Linked DNA regions of Macaca mulatta: region 1 is linked to region 2. Evidence: chromatin contacts called from public Hi-C data. All regions are on one chromosome and are shown on one strand. Each heading gives the region's core, a stretch centred on a gene start, on an enhancer-like site or on the middle of the called end of the contact. The rest is flanking DNA. Distances are from core to core; before and after follow the strand shown.

The links. A called contact is a pair of places that touch in the nucleus more often than the background predicts.
Region 1: a Hi-C map of fetal cortical plate shows a contact between it and region 2, with 3 times the contacts expected there. The contact joins the promoter of ZFX here to the promoter of EIF2S3 in region 2. A contact is called at or near these places in 2 of 14 Hi-C or Micro-C datasets (fetal cortex germinal zone and fetal cortical plate).

Annotation. Positions count from the first base shown.
Region 1 is chrX:23,958,989-23,966,468 of T2T-MMU8v2.0, reverse strand. ZFX (zinc finger protein X-linked) reads right to left here and starts at 4,138. Exons shown (of 8, transcript XM_015127106.3): 1 at 3,955-4,138. LOC144338493 (a long non-coding RNA gene) reads left to right here and starts at 3,557. Exons shown (of 3, transcript XR_013412709.1): 1 at 3,557-3,656; 2 at 4,387-4,477; 3 at 6,782-7,009.
Region 2 is chrX:23,854,528-23,861,345 of T2T-MMU8v2.0, reverse strand. EIF2S3 (eukaryotic translation initiation factor 2 subunit gamma) reads right to left here and starts at 3,413. Exons shown (of 12, transcript XM_001089902.5): 1 at 3,332-3,413; 2 at 2,696-2,759; 3 at 294-421; 4 at 88-209. The coding sequence starts at 3,400.

The DNA.
Region 1 (7,480 bases), core at 2,889-5,388, 100 kb before region 2:
TAGTTTCAAGAGTGAAAAAAAGTTTGGAATTGCCAGTGTACACAAGAATAAATAATACAAAGAAGATTATCAGTGACAGTTATCAGTCTAGATGGGTTAAGTGAGAGGAAGCATTTGCAATGAGAGTAAGCATTTACAAAAAGCAATGTGGAAAAAACATTGTAACACATTCTTGAGCATGTTTTCTTAAAAAAAGAAATCTGCATCTATCTGAAAAATACACAGAAATTAAAAACTAACACCTTATTTATCCAGGGTGGTTGGATTCGAAGGTGTTCCACCAGTCAATTTTCCAAAGTTTCCCAAAGTTTCAAGGTCTACCCTTTCAGGCAGAAATAATTTTATATTTAACCATTTCTAATTGAAACTAAACTACACACTTACCTGTCTTAATCACACAACTTGACTCTAATCTTAATCTTGAACATCCACTGTTGCTGTACTGGGCAGCAAAACAATTCTATCTTCTTAATAGTTCTTCTATGTCTTTCCCAGCTGTCAAAATATAAAAGCACCTGGTTCTTCTAAGTTTATGTTTACCCTTAACACCTCAACAACCACAGCCCGCCTTCGCAACTTACTTCTAGTCAGCCTCATGCAATGCACTGTTTCTCGAACTTTTCTAAACCACAGCCCTTTATAATAAACATGAGACTCGCATTCCCTCCAGCCCTTTCATGGAGCACTGCTGCTCATGACCTGTTACAGTCTAGAAAAACGGAAAAACTGAAAACGGGTATCTATGCCACCTAAAGGTTTACATCATAAAATTCTAGGAAACAGGCAGGGCACGGTGGTTCATGCCTGTAATCCCAGCACTTTGGGAGTTCAAGGCAGGCAGATAACTTGAGGTCAGGAGTTCGAGACCAGCCTGGCCAACATGAAACCCCGCCTCGTGGCAGGATCCTGTAGTCCCAGCTACTCGGGAGGCTGAGGCAGGAGAATCACTTGAACCCGGGAGGCAGAGGTTGCAATGAGCCAAGATCACACCACTGCACTCCAGCCTGAGCGAGACTCGGTCTCAAAAAAAAAAAAAAAAAAAAAAATTACCACGGGAATACTCATTTCTCATTTTCGTCAAATAATCCACAGCACTAGTCCTGTACTTTCCAACTATGGTAAATCAAATGTTAGAAACTCCTCCCTATTTGTGTACCACAGAAATTCTGACAACTCTGAGCAAAAGATTATTTCGGATGAGAAATCACGACAGAAAAAAGGAGCAGATGTCTTAACAGAGACGCATCGTTCCAAAAGTAGCAAAATTTGCTTAACTTCTGAACATTCTTGTAATCGTTCTGATAAAAAAAAAAAAAAAAAAAAAAAAAAAAAAAAAAAAAAACACTGATCAACGTACTACTCTCATTATTTTTCAACTCTGAAACTTTTCCTAGTCCAATGGAACTACTAAGTACCGTAAAGCACAGCTCAGGGAACAGACAGCAGTGGGAGGCGGGCAGTGGGAGGCGGGAGAACGGCTTGAGCCCAGGAGTTCGAGACCAGCCTGGGGCAATATAGCAAGAACCTGTCTCAAAATAAAAAATAAATAAGTAAATAACCAGGTGCAGCTCAGGTGTGCCATCACTCTTCTAGTTGAGGGCACCCCTGCTGCCTCCCCCATTGAGTATAAGACCCTTCACCTGGCAAGCAAGCTCTTCTGCAATCTAACTTTTCTAGCCTGAATTCCCACCACTCCCCTACCAATACCATCCACTTTTGCCAAACTGTAAATACTTACTGTTTACTGAAGAAGCTTCACCCTTGAAACGTCCTTTCTCCACCTCCACCTCTACCTAACAAAGTCCTACCCATCCCTCGGTAACCTTCTCAAAATGCCACCTATTAATACTTCAGGAACCCGTCCCTCCCTGATCCTCCAATGGGAATCTTGCTTCCCTCGGAAATCCCAGTAATTAGTTGTACCTCTCACTTTACTGCATTTCACCTTGCCCCACCTACCTCTAAACATAAGACTTCTTGCAGCCACCGTCTGCATTACAAGAACCTTTTTAATGTTTCTTAGCATCTAGCACGGTGCATCGCTAACAGTAGACTCCCAGTTTATCAAGAAAGTTGTACAGTGTGCAATAAAAAAAGTACGTTAGGGAATGAAACTCCGCCTTAAAACTTCACAAATGAAAAATCGAAATAACATGACAGACAAATGCACAATATGCACCACACTAAGTTGTCCACCAATACGAAAATAGAAAACGTCTGCCCTTCTTATTCCTCAATCAAAAAATACCACTAACAGATCACTAATTGCTTAAATCGTGTTTCAAGAAAGTTGTTTCCACATGAGTACGAATGATTCAAAATTTCATTCCTCCGCTTTCGTGTTGTGTAATTTTTTTTCCTATAGGACAAAAGAATGGCAAAAACTTTCCCATCAATCTTTATTTTTCTTTATTCAGATACTCGGGGCGGTAAAGATTGTTGGGAAAACAACCGCATCGAAAACACCTTAGCACCCACACAGATTTGACTTAAGCAAAAATAACATTTCCTGGGGTCCCGTATGCCCTGTAAGCTCAGGTGTCCGGACTGCCACCTGCCCCGACTGCCCTCGGGTGGCTACAGGCGCGGGGTAAAGGCGCAGGGCCGGGGGCTCTGAGGGTGAAATAGTCCCGGCGCCCGGGAGGCGGCGGTCGCCGCCTGCGGCAGCTCAGCTGAAACGCAGCGGAAACTGCAGCCAGTCACGGGGCTGCGGAAGGCAAGGCAGGAAGGTGGCGCTGCCGCCGAGCGCCTGGAGCCCGAGCGCTCATCATGGCGGCAAGGGCAATGGCCGCCACGGGGAGCGAGCACGCCCCTCCGCGCGCACACGCCAACGCGCCGGGCCTCCGGGGCCCGTCACCGGCGCCGCTGCTGCCGCCGCCCGCTCTCCCACCCCCCCTCACGGGCTGTAGCGGAATTTTCTCTCCAGACACCGCCTCCAAGATGGCGGCTCCCCCTCCCGGCAACCCCCTCTATCGTCCCCTGCAGCAAGCGCCGAGCCGCCGCCATCTTGTCCCCCGTCCCTCCCCCCCTCACCGATATTTACATAGCGAAAATCGGCCCGGCCGGCCTGCGGCCTTCACCTCACGCCTGCAGCCTTCGCCTCCTCGCCAGGCCTCACACCGGCGCGGTGCCCCGGGTCGGCCGCGGAGCCGACTCGGGGCCCCTCGGCCGCCTCCGGCACAACCGGGCGACCCTCCCCCAACCCCCGCCCGCTTACGGAGCGCGCCTCCGCCGCCGCTCGGGGCAGCCGGGCTCCTCCCCGGGCCTAACTGCGGCCTCCTCGGGGCCTGCTCGGCGCCGCACGCCACGCCGCCCGGCCTAGCGCGGGAGGGCGCCTTGCGGGCCGCCGACCAGGCCAAGACCAGGCCGCTGTGCGCACACTAGGCCCCGCGGCCGCGGCGGCACCCGGGACTCACCGGACGGGCGTGCGGGCGGCCGGCGACGGTGGCGGGTGCTGCAGGCCGGCCTTTCTCTGGAGCACTGGGCCGGGCTCCGGCTGGTGGGGCGGGCGGAGGGAGGGAGGAGGGGCCGAGCTCGGAGCTGACAAAAAGCGGCCCAGCTCCCCGGCACGGGCCCGCCGTCAGCACGTCACGTCACCGCCCGGGAGAGAGACCCAGGAAAATGCGGAAGGGTAGACAGGCCCCCTCCTCCGCCCGGTGGGTCCCTCTGGCGCCCCGGGTCGGCGCCGTTCCCGCCCCGCGACCGGGGAGCCCAGTGGCCTCGCTGCGGCGGGGTCTCCGGCGGCCGGAGTCTCAGTGACAGCGCCCCCCTTCTTTCCACCTCCTCCGCGCTCCCGCCCGCCGCCGCCACACACGCGCCGCTGCCGCCGCCTCGGCCGTAAAGCCCGCGCGGGGCCGCGGTCGGCGGACCCCGCGGAGAGGCAGACGGCCCGGCCGCCCCCCACCATGTCCCGTGGGCCGCGGCCGCCCCCCGGGGGCCTCCCCGGAGACCTACCGCCTCTCGCGCCAGTCCTGGCCGAGGCTCCAGCTCGAGTTGTTTGCAGGCCCTCAGACCCCCGCCCGCAGTAAATGTGTTTTCTTCATCCCCGTGGCTGGGGAGGAAGATAAATTTAGCAACCCCCGCCGTCCCCTGCCTTCGCTTTAAAAAAAAAAAAAAAAAAAAAAAAAAAAAATCTTTGAAATAAAATGAAAACGGGCTTGCCAGTCTAAAAGGGTGTGCGGGAAGGGGGGTGGAATGGGGGGAGAAGGGTTATCCCTAGAGCACCTACCAGGCCGTCTACTTTTTAAAAATAAGCAGTCAGAGAGCCAAACTGATTTTATTAGTTTGTACGGGGGAGGGAGATGAGCAAAGTTGCATTTTGAAACGTTTCGCACGTTGCAAAGAACAGGAATTTTCTGTGTATTTTCCTATGTACCCGTGTTTCAGAGCTTGGGGAGCCTGTGAAATATAAGACTGGTGTCATCGTTTCATAAATCATGAATTTTCCACATTCCTTAATAGAGAGGAGCCCAATTGGGTATGGATTTTTTTTTTTTAAACTGCTTAAACAAGCCTTTTGAAGTTTCAAAAGACTTGGGAGAGAAGAGGAAAATGATTAAACAGCACTTAACAACTTCAAAAATGTGCATTTTGCACTTTACTTAGTTTAAATGTTTATGCTATCTTTCCATGCTGAACTTGGAACCCAAACTCTTAAAGTTACTAGGGAAAAGTTAAATAGTGGAGTCTTTACATTAATCTGGAATCTGGCATGCTATCCTTCCACACAGCACTAAATGTTAAAAGACATTTGTAAACAATAAGAAACACAAAAATTATAAAGCAAATAGTATACTGGTGTGAAATCTCTAAATACAGAGGCCACGTATTTTAGTTGCCTGACATAACTCTTTAAAACTCCCAGAATGCAATTTGTCCCTTCCCTCAGACATCTCTCAATCACAAATGCTTTCAAAAAGGAAAAACAAAAGTAGAGTAAGAAGAAATCTCTGAGCATGCACTGGATGGTAATTTTCCTCGCGGGGCTTTAGTCTGAATTTTTCCGAGCGATTAAATTTCCTTTCAAAAATAGTAACAGCATGTATTCATTGTTTATAAAAATTACATCAGGCTGTGATACACACTTTCACAGAAACTTTACAGAAAGGTAAGTGAAACTAAGCAATGTTGTGTCAATCAAAAAAAAAAAAAAACGAGAAATAGCTTGTGTGCCCACATTAATACTTCTTGCGCTCCCAGGCTGGAGTGCAGTGGCGCCATCTCGGCTCACCGAACCTCCGCCTTCCGGGTTCAAGCGATTCTCCTGACTCAGCCTCCCAAATAGCTGGGATTACAGGCGCGTGCCACCACACCTGGCTAATTTTTCTATTTTTTTAGTAGAGACGGGGTTTCACCATGTTGGCCAGGCTGGTCTCGAACTCCTGACCCCAGGTAATTCACCCGCCTCGGCCTCCCAAAGTGCTGGGATTACAGGTGTGAGCCACTGTGCCCGGCCACCCACATTAATATTTCAAAACACTGATAACCAGCGTTTAAGTACTTTCCAAAGGCCTCAGTTTGATGCTACGGAATGGCAAGAATGGAAGCCAGGTTCCCTGGCTCACTCCTGTAATCACAGCATTTTGGGAGGCTGAGGCGGGAGGATCACTTGAGCCCAGGAGTTCAAGATTAGCCTGGGTAACATGGTGAGACCTCGTCTCTATTAAAAAAAAAAAAAAGAATAGAGCCTCACTTCATCATCCATGCAACTGTAAGCAGCATGTTCAAGACAGAAAAACCTAATGTCACCATTATTGTTAGTTTTTCCATAATTACCATCAAATACTTATACATCCACCAGTGTAAAGCACTTAAGAAAACAGTGTCCAAGGCAAGCATAAAAGAAAAAGATGTTTTCTCAGTTTAAAAGATCACAAGTAGTTTAGGGATTGATAACTTTCAAAAAGCCCTTTGTCATTACTTTTCATACAGGAAGAGACTGTTAACTTGGGTGGGAAACAAAGAAAGGATGGTCTAGTTCTATTAGATTAGATAAACCTTTATGAAAGTCCAGCAAACTTTATAAAGTCCGGTTATTTTATAGATGACTATACAGATAAGGTCAACTATATTTTCTTAAGTTTAAAAAAAAAGTAAAGTAATTTGTACTTTAAGCCCATTTATGGAAGTCTGTAAAGAACATTGTTAAACTGGTAAAAGAACAATGATAAAAATCATTTCACTAGAAGTACACTTAGTATTATACTCATGATAAAGTGAAGATGAAAAGGAAGTGTAAACAGCAGAGATCAGAAATTGTTTGATGTGATAAAATACAAAATGCATTTTATGAAAGTACTCACAATAGGACCTTGAGGACACCTAAGATCCTTGAAAGCATTTGGTAATTAAGCACCAGACATCTTGCACTTAAAGGACCTACTGCAGCCTATCTTGCCTTGATAATTTTGATAATTGTTTTCGTATTAGGCACCTTTAGAATTCTGGGCGCAGGAAGTAACAAAGATGTGCTTGCCCTTGGGGAACTCGAATAAGGAGGCTGTGTAAGGCAAAATAAAAACATTCCTAAGTACTTTCATTTTCTCAAGTAAACATAATAAAAGGAAATTTTATCTAGGGAGGTCGAGAGCAGAACATTTCAAAAGAGAATGCTATGAATACAAAATAGCTAGTTTCAAAGCAGTAAAAGGAATTTTGATTACGTGCTAAAATGTATTTGTTCCTTCGGAGCTGTTAATGTACATCAGATAGTTAAAAGCATTTACTCACGGTTTTGACAGTGTTTTAATAACTTAACTAAAAATCTCTGACATGTTTATAGGTCCTTGAGCCAGAAACGATAGAAGGCCTTTCAATCATTTTCCCGGAGAAAGATTAGTCAAAAAAGAAGCTGTTGATTTTCACTCCACATCAGAGACTGATGGGAATTCAAATAAGAAGTAATACATTATTGGCTTATGAAAATATGTACACCTTCTTGAATAAAGTTGTGGTCATTCTTTTTTTTTTTTTTTCGTATCCCAAACATTAAAAAATATTTATCTTCCCCCAGAAAGGCCCTAGTTTTATTGAACTAAGCATGCCCTATAAAAATTAACCATTTATCTGATACCTGATACTTAGGTTATACTTAGCGTGAGCAAGTCGCATCTTCTGTTGGAATTCAGTTGGCCATAATTAATGCCAATTAATAATTTTTCATCTGAGCCCGTAAGCCACACACTCTCCCCAAGGAGAATAATTTTAAAATAAACAATGACTGGCAAATAGGTGATTTTCAAGCAGTGCTTTTTACATGAGTCATTAGTTGAACAAGACATTGTTTAATTCCTGAATATAATAATCAAATTCTTCATGGATTATAAATCACAGGGCACAGCAAACAAACTAGCTCCACTAAAGAGATAAAAAAAAATCAATATAGAGACCTAGAAACAATGAGCAGTAGCAGTGAGCACCTCTGGTGTCAAAGTTGGGGCCTCTACAGTTTTCCACCAAAGGAAAGGGAGAAGTGATTGAT
Region 2 (6,818 bases), core at 2,164-4,663:
ATTGTTTAACATCTCAATATTTCAAAAAGTACAAAACAGAAGACAATAAAATATAAAGTGTAGTATGCTTAGCAAAAAAGAGGTCACCTGACTAATTTGAAGTTCCCTTTGGTCCCTGCAATGTCTGTAGGAAACTCATCAGGTGTACTGCTCCCACAAGATCTATAACATTCTGGCCGAGGGCAACTTGGGTCATCAAGTTTATAAATCTAAAATTTCAATAAAAAAAGATTTTGATTTATTATCTGCACAACAATTAAAGTTAGTTTCTTGTTCCACAGTACACAGCTTACCTTAGCATTAGCATATCCAAGCTTGATTGTAATATTTCTTTCTAGTTCATTTTTGAACCTGACGGTGTGAACTCCAGAAATAGCTTTGACAACTGTGGATTTCCCATGAGCTACATGACCAATTGTACCTATGGTCAAAGTTCAAAAAATTAATTCATGTGTATTTAATTACATACCAAATATTTTTTCAAATAGTGTTAAGTGTAGAAAACCCAAAGCCGGCTGGACATGGTGGCTCACGCCAGTAATCCCAACACTTTGGATCACAAGGTCAAGAGATCGAGACCATCCCAGCCAACATGGTGAAACCCCATCCTACCAAAAATACAAAAATTAGCTGGGCGTGGTGGCGCATGCCTGTAGTCCCAGCTACTGGGGAGGCTGAGGCAGGAGACTCGTTTGAACCCAGGAGGTGGAGGCTGCAGTGAGCCGAGATCGCATCACTGCACGTCAGCCTGGCAACAGAGTGAGACTCTATCACAAAATAAAATAAAATAAATAAAATAAAGCCAAAGCCATAACTTACTGTAAATATCAACATAAAACCAACAGTGATTTCCAGTTTTCCTCCTCCATACGCCTTCCTACTAGAAACGTGTTCTCATATAGGACTGAAGAGAAACTTCCATGTAACAGCTTTACTTAAAAAACATACTCTGAGGCCGGGCGCGGTGGCTCAAGCCTGTAATCCCAGCACTTTGGGAGGCCGAGGCGGGCGGATCACAAGGTCAGGAGATCGAGACCACAGTGAAACCCCGTCTCTATTAAAAATACAAAAAATTAGCCGGGCGCAGTGGCGGGCGCCTGTAGTCCTAGCTACTCAGGAGGCTGAGGCAGGAGAATGGCGTGAACCCAGGAGGCGGAGCTTGCAGTGAGCCGAGATCGCGCCACTGCACTCCAGCCTGGGCAACAGCGTGAGGCTGTCTCAAAAAAAAAAAAAAAAAAAAAAAACCATACTCTGGGACAGACTGGAGTGCAATGCCCTGATCACAGCGCACTGCAACCTCAACCACCTGGGCTCGAGCAATCCTCCCACCTCGGCCTCCTTAGTAGCTGGGACTGCAGGCATGCACCACCACACACAGCTAATTTTTTGTATTTTTTGTAGAGATGGGGTTTGGCCATGTTGCCCAGGCTGGTCTCCAACTCCAGGACTCAAGCAATCCACCCGCCTCCCAACGGGCTGGGATTACAGGCATAAGCCACTGCACCCAGCCAGAACTTTATATATTAAGGAACCTTCCAGCATTTCCAGATTAAAGTAAACAGGTATGATGGGCCCTGACACAACAAAAAGGGATTTGTGAACAAACAAGGAAACAACCTAAGTTTAATTGTAATTTGTTCCAATGATCAAATTATTGGGTCAATATATGCATAGTAATTCGCTTTAACTGGTATAGTCTTAGCATAGGTTGTTCGGAGATTAAGTTATGCTCCGAGGTCACCCCAACCAAAATTTTTAATGCAGGGGCAGTAGTTTAAGGCCTGTAGGCTTATTTGGGCTTTGTTTGCATTAATAAGTTAAAGCTTCAGACTGTAATACTGTAACTTTAATAGCCTCATGGTGGGGTCTTACTTTTTAACTAGGTTAAAAACTAGTCTTACTTTTTAACTATGCTGTTTGTACAAACTCAAAATGTCCAAAATTTACACTCGGTCAACGTAACTTCTCCTCTAAAGTTCCAGGTGCCAATTAAGAAAAAAAAAAACCCTCTACTTAATCACAGCTTGTACATCAAATAAATCTTTCATAAATTCGGCCCTTGAAATAATCCTGTGTGGCAAGTACAGCCACATTTTCACCTCTTCCTTAAACTTCTGCTACGTATGACTACATACTGCCTTATGCTATTAAACTTTTTTTTTTTTTTTTTTTTTTTTTTGAGACGGAGTCTCGCTCTGTCGCCCAGGCTGGAGTGCAGTGGCCTGATCTCAGCTCACTGCAAGCTCCGCCTCCTGGGTTCACGCCATTCTCCTGCCTCAGCCTCCCGAGTAGCTGGGACCACAGGCGCCCGCCAGCTCGCCCGGCTAGTTTTTTGTATTTTTTAGTAGAGACGGGGTTTCACTGTGTTAGCCAGGATGGTCTCGATCTCCTGACCTTGTGATCCACCCGTCTCGGCCTCCCAAAGTGCTGGGATTACAGGCTTGAGCCACCGCGCCCGGCCCTAAACTTTTCTTATGTCTCCATTTTTTCTTCTTGCCAAGTCTGTAAGCTAGACATGGGCAGCATTCTTTGTGCTCCCTTCCCCCGCAAATCTAGCAGGTGCTTTATTCACAAGGACTCAATATCTATTTCTTGAATATGTGAATCCTCATATTATCCAGGTAATCACACAAAAAGTGAGGTTAAAATTAATTGTTGGAGATCAAGAAGATCAGGTTTCTTAAGTTACTCTTACCTATATTAATTGTGGCTTGCCTGCTGATAACTTCGTGTGAAAGTGGCGTCAACTTGGTAACATCCTGCAATGAAATATATTTTAAAACATCGCACATAAAACAAAGCAGAACTTTTCCTTTGACTTTACGTTTGCCATCTATATCTCGCCACCATCTGCACAGCTTTCTACTACTTCTAAAGCGCCTTTCCTCTATCGGTAACTCTGTACTCCTATGGCTGGGAAGCTGTAAGAGCCCTTCATCATTACACAACAGACTACACCTCCACTAAACTATGGGATATCTGGGGATCAGAGGCTCCCCCAATCTTGGGAACATTAGCACTAAAAGTAATACAGACAAGACACTCCCTTCCCAGACGTTAAGAGGCTGAAACCATGACAATCAACATCAAGACTTCCAGCCGAATCCTCCAGAAGCTCGAAATCCCACGACCGTACACCTCTGCGCCCAGATCGTGGACTGGCCTGGGTACAGGCGGCGTGAGCATGGCTTAAGGCGCCCAGCTCCAGGTCTCCCTCCTGACCCAGGCTCCTGACCCATGCTCCCGACACTGACTAGTACCAATGCCACCGGGAGGCTCGGTCATCTCCACTCCCGAGCTCACTCTACATCCTCCCCAAGCAAAACCTCACCAACGTGGTGAGATCCTGACGCGAAAGATGCGGCTGCCCCAGAGTCACTCCAGCTTCTCCGCCCGCCATGTTGCCAGAAGAGGAAGGAAGTCACCCCGGCTGCCGCCTGATCGTCTGCAGGGGTCCTAGTGCGGGGCGGGGAAGCGGAGGCGGGAAGGCCGAGTAGGGGCTCAGGATGGCCAGTTCAGCAGCGGCCTCACTACTTGGACTTCTCTCCGCTTGAATCTGCACAGTGCCTGTCGGTAGGCTTACTGGAAAACACGGTGCAAAGTTGCTGGAGCAATTCGTCGCAGACCTGGTAGATATTTGTGCAGGCAATACTGAGGGCAGCCACCAAACCCCCGCCCCGCCCGGCCCGTGCGAGGCGGGTGATGCAACCCGGCGCGCGCGCTGGCCAGGGAGAGACCATTTCCGTTTCCTGTGGAGTTTCCCGAAACCTGGGAATCAGCTAGGGTGTGAGAACAGAAAAGAGGGAGTGTCCACCCCGCCCTTTTTTTTGAATACCGATTTCTGTAATTTAATAAGGCGAGATCGGCTCGGGGTCCGCGCCCACCTATGACGGGGCTCTTGGCTGGGAAAAGGCCGCGTGCTGAGCCCCGGCGGGTGGCGGGGCGGGCGCCCCCTCGCGGAGGTTTGGTGAAGGGCTCAGAGGGGCAGGGCTAGCAAAATCAAAGTCCCTAGCTTGTTCCCAGAGAGTGATTTCTAGGGCCCGGGAGGTGGGCCTTGGTGACGTTAGACTGCGTTCCCAGTGAATTTAGCTAGGTGTCGTGAGAGCATCTAAAGTGCGCTGTTTTGTTTTGGTTTTTTTTCTTAAAGAAGTAGGTCCAAAAAAACCTCGATTACCGATAAATCGGTATTTTAAAATTTAAAAATCCTTGACACCTTAACCCACTTTTCGTCGTGTTGAAAAGCAGTTGAGTGATTTTTTTTCTCTGTGCATTTCTATACAAATTTTGTCATAAACAGCTATTTCCTTTTTTGTTGTTTGCAATAAATTTATTTACATAAAAACGTGTGAGACAACTATTATGCAAAATTATAGTAAAGAGAAGTGAAAAGATAATATGAAAGCCACAATGACGAATACTGAGAAGCCAAGCTCACTTTACAATACTTGTAAGTAGTCATCAAGTTAGCTTTTAGGAAATAAATATTATTAATGAGGCCGGGCACGGTGGCTCACGCCTGTAATCCCACTACTTTGGGAGGCCGAGGCGGCCGGATCACGAGGTCAGGAGTTCGAGACCAGCCTGGCCAATATGAAACCCCGTCTCTACTAAAAATACAAAAAAAAAAAAAAAAACACACACAAAAATTCGCCAGGCGTGGTGGTGGGTGCCCGCAGTCGCATCTACTCGGGAGGCTGAGGCAGGAGAATGGCGTGAACCCAGGAGACGGAGCTTGCAGTGAGTGTGCTGAGATGGCGCCCCTGCACTCCAGCCTGGGTGACAGAGCGAGATTCCGTCTCAAAAAAAAAAAAAAAAAAAATATATATATATATATATATAAAATAAATGAAATAAAAGGGAAATTGGGGAAAATGAGGGGCAATATGAGAAGTGAAGAAAAATTCATTAAGGTGATAATTTCTCTGCTACCTCTCTTTTTTTTTTTTCCCGACTTTTAAGTTCAGGGGTGCATGCGCAGGATGTTTGTTACATAGGTAAACTGTGTGCCATGGTGGTTTGCTGCACAGATCATCCCATCACCCAGCTATTTTTTTTTTTTTTTTTTTTTTTGAGACGGAGTCTCGCTCTGTCGCCCAGGCTGGAGTGCAGTGGCGCGATCTCGGCTCACTGCAAGCTCCGCCTCCCGGGTTCACGCCATTCTCCTGCCTCAGCCTCCCGAGTAGCTGGGACTACAGGCGCCCACAACCGCGCCCGGCTAATTTTTTGTATTTTTAGTAGAGACGGGGTTTCACCGTGGTCTCGATCTCCTGACCTTGTGATCCGCCCGCCTCGGCCTCCCAAAGTGCTGGGATTACAGGCGTGAGCCACCGCGCCCGGCCCCATCACCCAGCTATTAAGCCCAGCATCCATTAGCTATTCTTCCTGATGCTCTCCCTTCTCCCACCCCCAACCCTCGGACAGGCCTCAGTGTGTGGTGTTCCCCCGCATGCTTCCATGTGTTCTCACTATTCAGCTCCCACTTATGAATGAGAATATGCGGTATTTGGTTTTCTGTTCCTGCGTTAGTTTGCTGAGAATAATGGCTTTCGGCTCCATCCATGTCCCTGCAAAGCATATGATCTTGTTCGTTTTTATGGCTGCATGGTATTTCATGGTGTATATGTACCACGTTTTGTTTATCCAGTCTATCATTGATGGGCATTTGGGTTGATTCCATGTCTTTGCTATTGTGAATAGTGCTGCAGTGAACATATGTGTGCATGGATCTTTATAATAGAATGATTTATATTTTGGAGGCTATATACCTAGTAATGAGATTGCTTGGTCAAATGGTATTTCTTCCTCTAGGGCTTTGAGGAATTGCCACTCTGTCTTCCACAATGGTTGAACTAATTTACACCCCCACAAATAGTGTAAGAGCGTTCCGTTTTCTCCACAACCTCACCAGTATCTTTTGTTTTTTGACTTTTTAATGATCACCATTCTGACTAGTCCGAGGTGGTATCTCATGTGGTTTTGATTTGCATTTCTCGAATTATCAGTGATATTGAGCTTTTTTTCCGTGTTTCTTGGCCGCATGTATGCCTTCTTTTGAGAAGTGTCTGTTTGTGTCCTTTCCCCAATTTTTAATGGAGTTGCTTTTTATAAACAGCTATTTCAAACCAGAAAAAAATGTAAGGACAGGTGAATAGATAAGAATTTAGGTTTTCTGGGCCAGGTGCGGTGGTTCACGTCTGTAACCCCAGCACTTTGGGAGGCCGAGGTGTGCTGATCAGTTGAGGTCAGGAGTTCGAGACCAGCCTGATCAAAATCCTGACCTGGCGAAAACCCTTTCCTAAAAAATAGAAAAATTACCTGGGCGTGGTGGCACGTACCTGTAATCCCAGCTACTCGGGAGGCTGATGCAGGAGAATCGCTTGAACCCGGGAGGGGGAGGTTGCAGTGGGCTGAGATTGAGACATTGCACTCTAGCCTGGGCAATAGAGCCAGACTCCATCTCAAAAAAACAAAAAACAAAAAAGATAGAATTTAGGTTATCTGTGTGTTCATTGAATACTTAAGTAAAATTTATATGAATACGTGTTTTATATCACATAAATTTTTAGTACAACAATTTACCTAAAATAGGAAGTTATGTTTCAATAAATGCATGCATTAGTTAAGTGATGGTGAAAACTGGAGGTATTCACTTTAATCTTACATTCTTTTTTTTTTTTCTTCTTTTTTTTGAGACAGAGTCGTGCTCTGTCGCCCAGGCTGGAGTGCAGTGGCACAATCTCAGCTCACTGCAACCTCTGCCTCCTGGGTTCAAGCAATTCCCGTGCCTCAGCCTGCTGAGTAACTGGGATTACAGGTGT